3 separate regions of the Zea mays genome follow, and regions 1 and 3 are each linked to region 2. The links are chromatin contacts, called in public Hi-C maps. All regions are on one chromosome and are shown on one strand. The core of a region is the stretch at or near the end of the contact, and the rest is flanking DNA. Distances in the headings are between cores, read along the strand shown.

Region 1 (3,451 bases), core at 806-3,305, 200 kb after region 2:
TAACCTCTAGGACCTACCCCTGAGTCCAAGGCCACATAACCTTAGTTTATAGTTGGGTTGGTTGTGTCCTATTTTCAATGGTGCGTGCCTTTGTAGTTAGCGTGGTTTGTGTGGCGTGGGTTTGGGTGGGGCTGTTCTCGCATCATTCTTGTATTCCTTTTCCTTAAAGAAATGGCACACAACTCTCCTGTAGTTTGAGGGAAAAAATCCCTCCATCCCAAATTATGCCGTTCTCGCTTTTTGAGATACATAGTAAAAGCTATGTATATAGACAAAAGTATATATCTAGATGCATAACAAAATCTATATGTACCTAGAGAAGCTACAACGGCTTATAGTTTGGAATTAAGGGACTAGTAAATATCTTTCCGGTATAATGATGTTTAGGCTCCCTTTTAATTGTACAGAGCCTATGTAATGTATGCATCTTGGAAAAAATAAGAATTCTAATTGACACATAACATAGACTTTGACTGTTGGACAATCTGGGGGAGTAGTATTATAAAACTCAAGGAAATTGTTGCTTTCACAATATTCAACCAATCAGGGTTTACGAACTAACTTTTCAACACACCACATACCCACATGGTTTGGACTACTTATGCTGCCAAGATCATATGACAATAAATTCTATCTGGCATTGCTACTGATGGTGACATAAGTTAGTGTCAGGCAACGACTATTGTACAGTTATATTTTAAATGCAAGCGTGCATGTGAGACTCATGGTCCGTTAGAATGTTAGATCGTGACCTAACCACATATCACATTTAACACTTAAACCCATCCACCATCAGCTCGCGTAGATTTATAAAAGACCTCTAACAAACCATAGTTATATCTACGGTGGGATAATGATCTAACGGACCAAGAGGTTCATTACACACTTGCACCTAAGACCTGATTGCATAGTAGCTGTTGTCGTTAGTGTTACTCAATTAGAAGCGCCATCAGTTAATTTAATTTCTGCAAAGCAGTAGAGTGTCGTGTTCCATTTCTGTTGGCGAGAGCCAAAGTTCACATCTGCACTTGATAATTTATATCTTTCTAGCATTTTCACTAAAAAACTCCAGTTTAGTAAAAGCAGCAATGTACCGCTACTTTACCAGAGAATATTCGAAGGAAGTATTTTAGATATTTCACTCACAAATGTAAGTGTACCTTTTAAATGACTTGTCTTGATCAGGGTGGCCAAAAGCATCACAGGTATCAGCAGTTCCATTGGCCACATTACCATTCATACCGCTGGAGGCATCGATGCTCAAGTACTGCAAGGGGTTGCTGGGTACATTCTCAAGCACAGCATTTACCATGGAACTCTCTGAAGTTGTCAGCCTACTCTTCTGTCTTGGTGAATTCGGACCATAAACACAGCTAGCCTCGACCACAGAACCGCTTTCACCACCTTCGCCAGCATCCAACAAGTCATCAGCTTCACCACCAGAGATTTGATTGCCTTCCTCAATTCGACAAATTGGGCTTTCAAATGTTGACAGAGCATCCAAGATGGCATCAGAATCGCTACAGGCCCTTCTGAGAGGAGGAAGCTTGGGAGCTTTCCCGGAATCTGCAAGGAGATCATCGAGCCAGCACGGTGGCTCACTAAAGAACGTATCCCCAGATGGAAACCTGCAGCTCTGCGTGAACATGCTGTCATCCCTTCGAGTGATCTGAGGACCCAGGGGTGGGCAGCGGGGTGGGAGGTGTGGCGACCGAGACATGGCGAGAAAAAGCCCTCGTATCTTTGATGGCCTTCCTCTTTTGGTTCTGCTAAGTAACTAGAGCCAATCGAGCATCCCTTGCGTTGTTCCTTTCATATGGAAAAACAGCAGCTTTGGGTCAGATCCGAATGTAAAATAGCCTGCATTAGGGTTTGGGAAGGGTTTGGTGTGCTCGATTTCGCACAGCAGGAAGAGGAGTTGCTGGCATACCTGGTGGATGCTTGTTTCCAGCCAAAGGGCCGACGAAGACCTGGCGAAGGTCGACGCGGGTGCCCAGTCGGCGCCGCCAAAAGTGAGGGGTGTGAGTAGTGAGGGAGGAGAAAGGAAAGGGAGGCGTGATTCGGGTGAACGCAATCGTCGAGGACGCGGTTGATCAACGCAAATGGGCCTTGCGGCCTTGAAGCTGGCGGCGGAACGAAATGGGCCTTGCGTTGCAGTCCTGGGCTCCTGGCTCATGGGCAACGGCCTTGCGTTGCCAACCCCCGGACGGTCCCCGCTCACTTCCCGACCGCACGTATGCCCACGTCACCGTAGCACCGTTCCACCCCACCACAAAGCTGGATTCCACATCTGCCCTGCGGATCCAATTCTCCAATCACTCTCACTGCCATGCCGACCCCACAGCAAGAGCCAGCCACGGATTGACGGATGGGATACCTCCAAGTCGGAACGCGGCTTCCTTCCTCCGGCGGTCCGGCCCGAATCAACGCGTGGCGTCGGAGCTCCGTGGCGTCGTCGTCCTCTCCCCTCTCTTTCCCAACACCTCGCGTGTTGTCTAGCACTCTAGCTGCTTCTCTCGGTTCTCGCGACTCCCAAACGGCAAAACGCCAAAACCCTAGCCGCGGCCATTCCGGAATTGGCCATGGAGGCGAGGGCGTCGCCGCGTCCGTCGGTCTCCATCGGTGGCGGCGGCGGCTTCGGAGCTGGGCGGGGTGACGACAGCGCCTTCTCGTTTCTCTCAAAGGGGTGGCGCGAGGTGCGGGATTCCGCCACCGCCGACCTGCGCCTCATGCGTGCGAGGGCTGATTCCCTCCGCACGCTCGCGGACCGCGAGCTCGAGCACATCCTCGCGTCCGCCTCCACTGCGCTGACCTCCGCGCCGCCGCCGCCGCTCGCCGCGGGGGCGCCCATAGCCGAGCTCGAGTTCGTGCGCACACGGATCCAGCCCAAGATCTCCGAACTGCGGCGCCGGTACGTGTCGCAGGAGCGGGAGCTCGGCCGCAGGGTGCTCGAGGGGTGGGCGCCGCGCGGGGCGGGGAAACCCGCGCGCGCACGTGTTGACCTCTCTGGGATCACCGCCATCCGCAACGCCATCGTCTCTGAAGTGGATGGCGGGGAGCGCTGGAGGCGCGTGGTGTGGAACGGGGAGGCGGAAGAGGGGAAAGAATGGGAGGTGCTCAGGATGATACGGGACGGCATCAAAGAGTTCGAGCGCCGGAGCCAGACCAAGGAGATTTTTGAGGGATTGCGCAGTACCGGCGAGCTCGTCGAGAAATTCAAGTCCAGCCTGGTAATTTTGCACAGCCATCTCGCAGATTATTCTAATTAATTGACCAATGTTGCTGCCCTGCTTTGATTTGGTGGATTGCCTTGGGAATTTTGTAGAATTTGTTTTTAGGAATCAATTCAATGTCTCCTATGCGATTAGGCTCTAAAGAATTAATATGAACCAAGTGGACTAATGGAGTAATGATCATATGCTATCGTGATAACCTCTGGCATTAGTTACTT
Region 2 (3,387 bases), core at 827-3,326:
AAAAGAATACTTAATGTTGATTCCATGCCTACAAAATATCAAGTCATATATGGATTCAAAAAGCTCTCACTGTAAGAAAGTTGAAAAAAATTAAGTACAATCTAAACTAGGAAAAGTGTGACTGAGAGGCGTTGTGAAACGATATAGTCTAGATTCCAATCACACATGATCTTCAGCATGATTGGTTGTACTTTCCAAAGGTAAGAGATAAACTTGATTCAGTTTAGATAAAGCAAGGCAGATGTAACAATTAAATCAAGCCTTCATTACCTTTAAACTGGTAAACCAAGGCAACATTGGTTGGATGCACTAGCTATATAAACACGTAGACACCGACTCAAAGAGGTCACGACGTTTCAATCCATCTGTCCTCTGATTTCCTTCAATTAATACCTCTAGAAATAGAGATGAAGACTAGAAATAGAGAGAGATATTGAGAAACGAAGAAATATATTAAGAGAAGAGAAATGGATATTGAAAAATGAGAACCACATCTATTTTGAAATTTTAAATGTTGTAATGTCGAATATTTTGATACCGAGAGTAGTGACAACTACTCCCTCTGTCCAAAAAGTGCACATATCACTTATCGAGAAGTTATTTTTTCTTTTAAAAAAATTGACTAAATATACAAAACAACACTAACACTTGTGAGATTTAATAATTGTAATTACATTGTGTTGAAACGTACTTTTATAAAAAAACTTAATTGAAAACACAAAATATTGATAATATTTTTGTATCATTACTCAAATTTAAAAGAAATATGATATTTCGATAAATATATGTTTTTTGAGACCAATAAAGTATTGCATACTATTGGAGGTCCTTCCTCCAAAGGTCCTCAAAATATTTATCCAATAACGGTTTTTTATCTTATTTCACGTGTTGCAGAACTAATGCCGAAGATGGCTATGAGGCGGAGCTGTTAATGTCCATATTTCCGAAGAAGAAAGCTTCAAGCAGATAGCTCATCTTCATAAATGAGGTAACACTTCAAAGAAGTGATTGGTTAAGGACAAAGGTCCAAATATCTTAACTTGCGTTGCCTTGTTTGTGATGCCATATAGCAATTATAAATAAGATGACAGCACATACGTTTGCTCCTAGATCTCTCGGCAATTTAAAAAGGTGAAACAGTTTACCAACAAGCTAAGCAGTGCAAGGAGCAAATGGTTGCTCTGCGGCAAGCATCCCATCGCACATGCCACATATTCGTCCTCTTCCTGCACCAAGGTCGGCCATATTTGGCAAACAGGCACACAAAAAAGTTTGCTCGGCACGCAAGATCGATGAATGCACAAAAAGTCACAAGCTCATTCGCCTTCCGCGCCAATGATTAATATAGCCGCATAGATCAGAGACCCAAGATCTTTCCACTGCATGTTCTGAATCTAATGAGGATCAGTGATCAGTCTGCATTGCTCACTTTGATGCATATGCAGTATCGAAATAATCAGGGCTAACAAGGTTCTTCAGCATTTTTAGTTTCCTTCTTTAGAGGCTGTGTGGTGCAGGTTTGTCAGCTGATGAGTTGATGGCACAAATGCATGAGCACATGAAACAAACAAACAAACAAACGATCTAGTTACGGATACTGTGCAGTTAGCTTGTAGGAGTACCACTAGAGACTAGAGTCCTAGTACTAGGCGCTGCTACCTGAAAATGAGCAGCGATACAGTGTTGTAGACAGAGACAGGTGAGAGGAGAAGAGGGCCGGCGAGCCATGGATGGAGCGAAAGAAAGCTGATCAGGTCGCTTTGTATCTGCTTTGTCAGCACATGCCATGCCCACTTTTTCACACCACAAAATCCACTTTGGTCTAAAGAGAAAAAAAAACCCATCTAAAAAGAAAAATAAAAACAACTGAGCCCTCCCCAGCAAGAAAAGCACAAACCCAAAGAACAACAACAACAAATAAAACCATCCAGACTTGACCTCCATCAGCAGCATTCCGTAGCAGCTAGCTGCCTAGCTAGCAGGAGTCAGGAGCTGCACCTGCACAAAGATAAACACAGGCAGCACAAAACCAGGCTACTCGCATATAAAGCAGGAGCAGGCGAGCAGCAGTTGCTCAGACAGGCCCACTACCATTCAGCGAGAGCGAGAGAGACCACCCATCGTCTCATCGTCTTCGCCTTCGCTTAATCGGATTTATTAGGGATCATCATCAGGGATGAGAGCCGGGGGCTGCACGGTGCAGCAGGCGCTGTCGCCGGAGGCCGCGGTGGTGGTGAAGCAGGCCGTGAGCCTGGCGCGGCGCCGCGGGAACGCGCAGGTGACGCCGCTGCACGTGGCCAGCGCCATGCTGCAGCAGCAGGCGCCGACGGGGCTGCTGCGCGCCGCGTGCCTGCAGTCGCACTCGCACCCGCTGCAGTGCAAGGCCCTGGAGCTCTGCTTCAACGTCGCGCTCAACCGCCTGCCGGCCTCGGCCTCGCCGCTCCTCGGCGGCCACGGCCACGTCTACTACCCGCCGTCGCTCTCCAACGCGCTCGTCGCCGCATTCAAGCGCGCGCAGGCGCACCAGCGCCGGGGCTCCGTCGACACGCAGCAGCAGCAGCAGCCGCCCGTGCTCGCCGTCAAGATCGAGCTGGAGCAGCTCGTCATCTCCATCCTCGATGACCCCAGCATCAGCCGCGTCATGCGCGAGGCCGGCTTCTCCAGCACCCATGTCAAGGCCAACGTCGAGCAGGCAGTCTCTTCCATCGAGGCAAACAACTCGGCCTCCGCCGCCGCAACCAAAAACCCTAACCCTAGCGCATCTCCACCCGAAGAGACCAAGCCTGCAGGCAAGCTGCTGCTACCCCTCGATCAAGCGCGCGACGAGGACGTCGCCGTCGTCCTGGACTGCCTGGCGTCCCGAAGCAAGAAGCGCGTCATGGTCGTCGCCGAGTGCGCGGCCTCGGCCGAGGCGCCGGTGCTGGCGGCGGTCGAGAGGATCAAGCGCGGCGAGGCCCTGCGCGGCGCGCAGGTGGTCAGCGTCAGCGTGTCCAGGTTCCGCGACCTGCCGAGGGACGAGGCGGAGAGGGTGCTCGTGGAGCTCCGGTGCGCGGTGAAGGCGGGCGGCAGGGCGGGCGGCGTGGTGCTGGTCGTGGAGGACCTCGGGTGGGCGGCCGAGTTCTGGGCCGGGCGCGGAGAGTCCGGGAGGGCCAGGTGGCCGTCTGCCTGCTGCTACTACTGCGCCGTCGAGCACGCCGTCGCCGAGGTGCGCGCCCTGGCGTGCCGCGGCGGCGACGGCGTCTGGCTCGTTGGATACGGGTCGTACCAGAGCTACATGAGGTGCAGGGCCGGGCAGCCCTCGCTGGAGACTCTCTGGGGCCTCCAGACGCTCGCCGTCCCCGCTGGCAGCCTCGCCTTCAGCCTCAACTTCGTCGGCGACAGGTAACC
Region 3 (3,850 bases), core at 1,274-3,773, 160 kb after region 2:
ATGCTAGACTACGCACAACGTATAACTAGCTGCTCCAGCAAGATGAACACACACGTTGATGTCAGGCAGGGTGTGTGCAAAATGCTGGTCCGAGTTAAGGCGCTGCTGCTTGCTCTGTTGATCGAGTGGCTAGCTGGCGAGCTGTTGAACGATGTGACGCATGTACGAGATCTCTAGCTTTTGTTTTATTATGGAAACAAAAATGTTTAGACCTTTTGCAATTTCTTGGATACACCCTTACAGACCCGAAAAATAGCAAACATCCACCATAAACATTCTCCAAAAAAGAAATACATAAGCGACACAAGCTCCTTCTAATCTGACATTAGACTTCCATCTATGTCTTACAAAGATCTCTATAGCCACTATCTCTAAAAATCGACATACCACGAGAACCTCTTGTCGGGTTTGGTCTTTATGCAACAATATTGACAGAATGTTACTCTCAAAAGGACCTGCATAATTGATGTACGATCTCTAGCTATTGAACGATGTGACGCGTCGCCTAATGCCACTTTTAACTCTACGTATCGTACGTGTGCATGTACAGGAACGTACTAGTTGAATTTGGTGCTAGCCCTGGAGCGTCGTCCATAGGGATGGCAACGGGTCGGGTTGTGTTCGGGTATAATAATACCCGACCCGATATCATACCCGCCCCTTATACAAATATCCATACCCACCAAGCCAATCGGGTAAAAAAATGGACCCGTACCCGTGCCCACCGGGTACCCGTCGGGTATCGGGTATCCGGTGGATATGCTGCTGTAAAATATAAATCTACATGTAAATTAATGAGCAACACAATTTATGACAGATAAGATTTAATGAACAACATCACAATATGTGAAATTGATAAGCAAAGCAACATCACCAATTTACAAATCATAGTACAGTTGCTCATTGGCTGGTTAGCTAGCCGGTTAGGAGAATAGGAATTAGGACTACAAGTACCAGGCTAGCAGCAGCCAACAGGGACACGGGCCACACTACGCTTGGGTTGGGCGCTTCCGTTCTTGGTGGCCTTTGGGCCATTTTGCTTTGGTTCATGGGCCGAAAACACAACATATGAAATTGTGAATTAATATTTCGGGTATCCAGTGGATATCCATGGGTAAACTATACTATCCGTACCCTACTCGACTTATTTCGGGTACCCGACCCGACAGGATCCACGGGTGAATTTTTCAACTCGTATCCATATCCATCGGGTACGAAACCCGTGGGTATCCATACCCACGGATCCAATTGCCATCCCTAGTCGTATACTAAGCAGAACAATGCCGCTTGTTCTGTAGTCACTATCTATCTATGTATCTATCTATCTATTATTGGAGACATGGACAGAAACAATCATCAGTATAACATTGACATCATCCTGTTAGTAAAAACCATAGTGCCGTTCCTAGCTAGTAATGCAATGCGTAGCTGCGTTTGGTTGTAAAAACATTTGAGGATAATAAAAGGACGAAATCAAATAATTAATACACGTCATGGTACAACTGAGTTGAAGTTTCTGGACAGCCATCTGGCGAAAGCAAATAATTTATTCCCCCGGCCCACAAGAGAATGAGAATTGACAACGAGACATGAACAAAATTAAAAGAACCCAGTTAACGGCGGCCGGCGCACCCAGAGATGAAATTTGAGTAGCACGCAACAATACGTAGGGGGCAGGACAGGGAGGGCACTTGTTTGGTCACAAACTCACACCTCGACGCTGCATCCTGTGGGCTGGGCGAACTTGAGCGACGTCACGGTGTTGTTGACGCCGGGGTAGCCCGCGGAGAGCACGGCGGGGCAGCTGACGAAGAGGTGGTAGCTGCCGGAGACCCAGCTGCCGACCTTCCACTTGACGCGGCCGTCCACCTTGACCTGCAGCGCGACGAAGCCCGCGGCGACGTCCTGCTTCATGGCGTCGGCGACGTAGGCGGCAACGGGCACGGACTCGGCCGACAGCACGGGGGACCAGACGGTGAAGTCGCGGTGGCCCTGGTACTGCGGCGGCAGAGACACGGGCACCGTCACGGCCTCGTCGCGGTAGGTGACGAACACGTCCAGGCGCTTGTAGAAGATGCCCACGCGGTCGTTGGGGTTGCGGGAGGCCAGCGTCACCTGCGCCGACGCCGTCAGCGACGGGTCGCCCAGCGAGATGGGCCTGCGCAGCTGCAGGTCCTGCAGGTAGAAGGACGGCTTCGAGGGGCGCAGCGCCAGGTACACCACCAGCGAGACGAAGGCCACGATGAGGACCAGCGCCAGGAGGCACGACGCCATGCACCCGCAGCAACGCCGCAGGTGGTGCTCGTGCTTGTGGTGCTTGTCCTTGCTCATGGCTGACGAGTGACGACGACGACGACGACCTCGGCTACCCTGCTCTGCAGCTCACCGCTCTGCTCTGCTATCCGCGGTGCTGTGGCGGCCGGCCTGTGGGTGTGAGCCTGTGAGGTGTGAGCAGATGAGCTGAGCTGGCTTTCGTTTTGAGTGAGTGAGTGAGGAGTGATGAGTGGGTTGGTGACTGAGCCGTGCGGTCTAGGAAAGCGTAATGGCTTTTTTTAAAAAAAAAACTGTAGTGGCACACCAAGCGGGCTACCCCTACACTACACTACACTACACAACACAAAACACAGCGCATGCATGTGCCACTCAAAAGGGTTCCCTTCCCTTGCTAGCACAGCACGATTGGTTAACCCTCGCGGCAGGGTTGAGCCTGAGTAGAGCAGACAAGCAGAGAGCGGCGGCCGGAAAGCAACGTCCCAACCGAAGAAGATTCCTCCATCTGCTAATCCGGCACATAATTCATCCAGTACTGGGCCACCGGGTCAGCCACGGGGACGTCGGGTTGTGCGTGTGCATGTGCGCTTTGAGATTCGTGTCCACCTTTCACCTTTGCTTGAGTGCGACGCCGGGAAGTACACACGTCATAGCTTGAGATTCACTCAGCCACGCTTACATTTTAAACCCACAGGAATAATGGTGGCCGACGCGACGGTTGCCCGTTCGACCCTCCAATCTTGGTTACCTATATCCGTTTTTATTTTATAAAAAATCTGGGTCTACCTTCTTCTCATTCTCATTGACCACTACTCCTGCTCACTACTACATATTTTATCTATACAGACGGCTAGGATGTAGAAAAGGACCTAATTTAGTTCTGATAATTAAGTACCAACCATACGGACTAATGCTTTTTTTATTGAGTATGCATAGAGGTTTTTGTTTTAGTTGCTTAGTTAATTGGCTCTTTAAATAGATGTTTTGCAGGCTCTTTTGAGTTCTTTACTTTCTTTAGCAACCTTTTGCTGATATTGTTGCATACATAGAGCTCAAGCGACCGCTCCAACTCGCCTGCTAGCTTCGTGATCTCACTTGTGTGAGATTGCGAGTGATCTAGCGTATTGCAAAAAAAACGAGAGATTGTGTGTTACCTATCTGGTAGCACTAGGCAATCTTTATGACTCATTATTTATTTTTTTTTGAATATCACCGGGGGATAGGATCCCCACCTGAATTGCATTGCTTATTGCGGCCAAATCGCCTATTGATAGTACAGCAAGGGGATATGGATTACATAGATTACATCGAAATGGTAACGCTACGTTACATGCAAAACACGACACCAGGCAGCCACGATCTAGTGGTCCTCATGTCGCAGCCTGGACCTCCAAAAACCGGCTTCAGAGCGGCACAACAGCATGGTAGCCGCAAGTGGGGATCTTTCCCCACGGAACACCACAGCATTTCTGCGCTTCCAAAGCTGCCAGCAACAGAGGAGAATAAACATGTTGTAGTGTTTCGCAGGGATAGCGGACGGCCGAAGCAGGCTCAGCAGAACGTTGCTGCAGTCTGAGGC

Evidence for each region. Hi-C and Micro-C count contacts between places; a contact is called where the count stands out from the background.
Region 1: a contact with region 2 is called in a Hi-C map of ear, with 2.1 times the contacts expected there. The contact joins the promoter of LOC100272272 here to the promoter of LOC100273545 in region 2. A contact is called at or near these places in 2 of 25 Hi-C or Micro-C datasets (ear and tassel).
Region 3: a Hi-C map of tassel shows a contact between it and region 2, with 1.7 times the contacts expected there. The contact joins the promoter of LOC100282844 here to the promoter of LOC100273545 in region 2. A contact is called at or near these places in 2 of 25 Hi-C or Micro-C datasets (ear and tassel).

The regions. Positions count from the first base shown.
Region 1 is chr5:173,404,955-173,408,405 of Zm-B73-REFERENCE-NAM-5.0, forward strand. LOC100272272 reads right to left here and starts at 2,056. Exons shown (of 5, transcript NM_001146760.1): 1 at 1,931-2,056; 2 at 1,161-1,809. The coding sequence starts at 1,720. It overlaps LOC100286172 (digalactosyldiacylglycerol synthase 1), which reads left to right and starts at 2,489. Exons shown (of 7, transcript NM_001159060.1): 1 at 2,489-3,230. The coding sequence starts at 2,583.
Region 2 is chr5:173,205,887-173,209,273 of Zm-B73-REFERENCE-NAM-5.0, forward strand. It overlaps LOC100273545 (Protein SMAX1-LIKE 3), which reads left to right and starts at 2,077. Exons shown (of 3, transcript NM_001360277.1): 1 at 2,077-3,381. The coding sequence starts at 2,177.
Region 3 is chr5:173,360,810-173,364,659 of Zm-B73-REFERENCE-NAM-5.0, forward strand. It overlaps LOC100282844, which reads right to left and starts at 2,524. Exons shown (of 1, transcript NM_001156135.2): 1 at 1,438-2,524. The coding sequence starts at 2,331. The coding sequence ends at 1,708.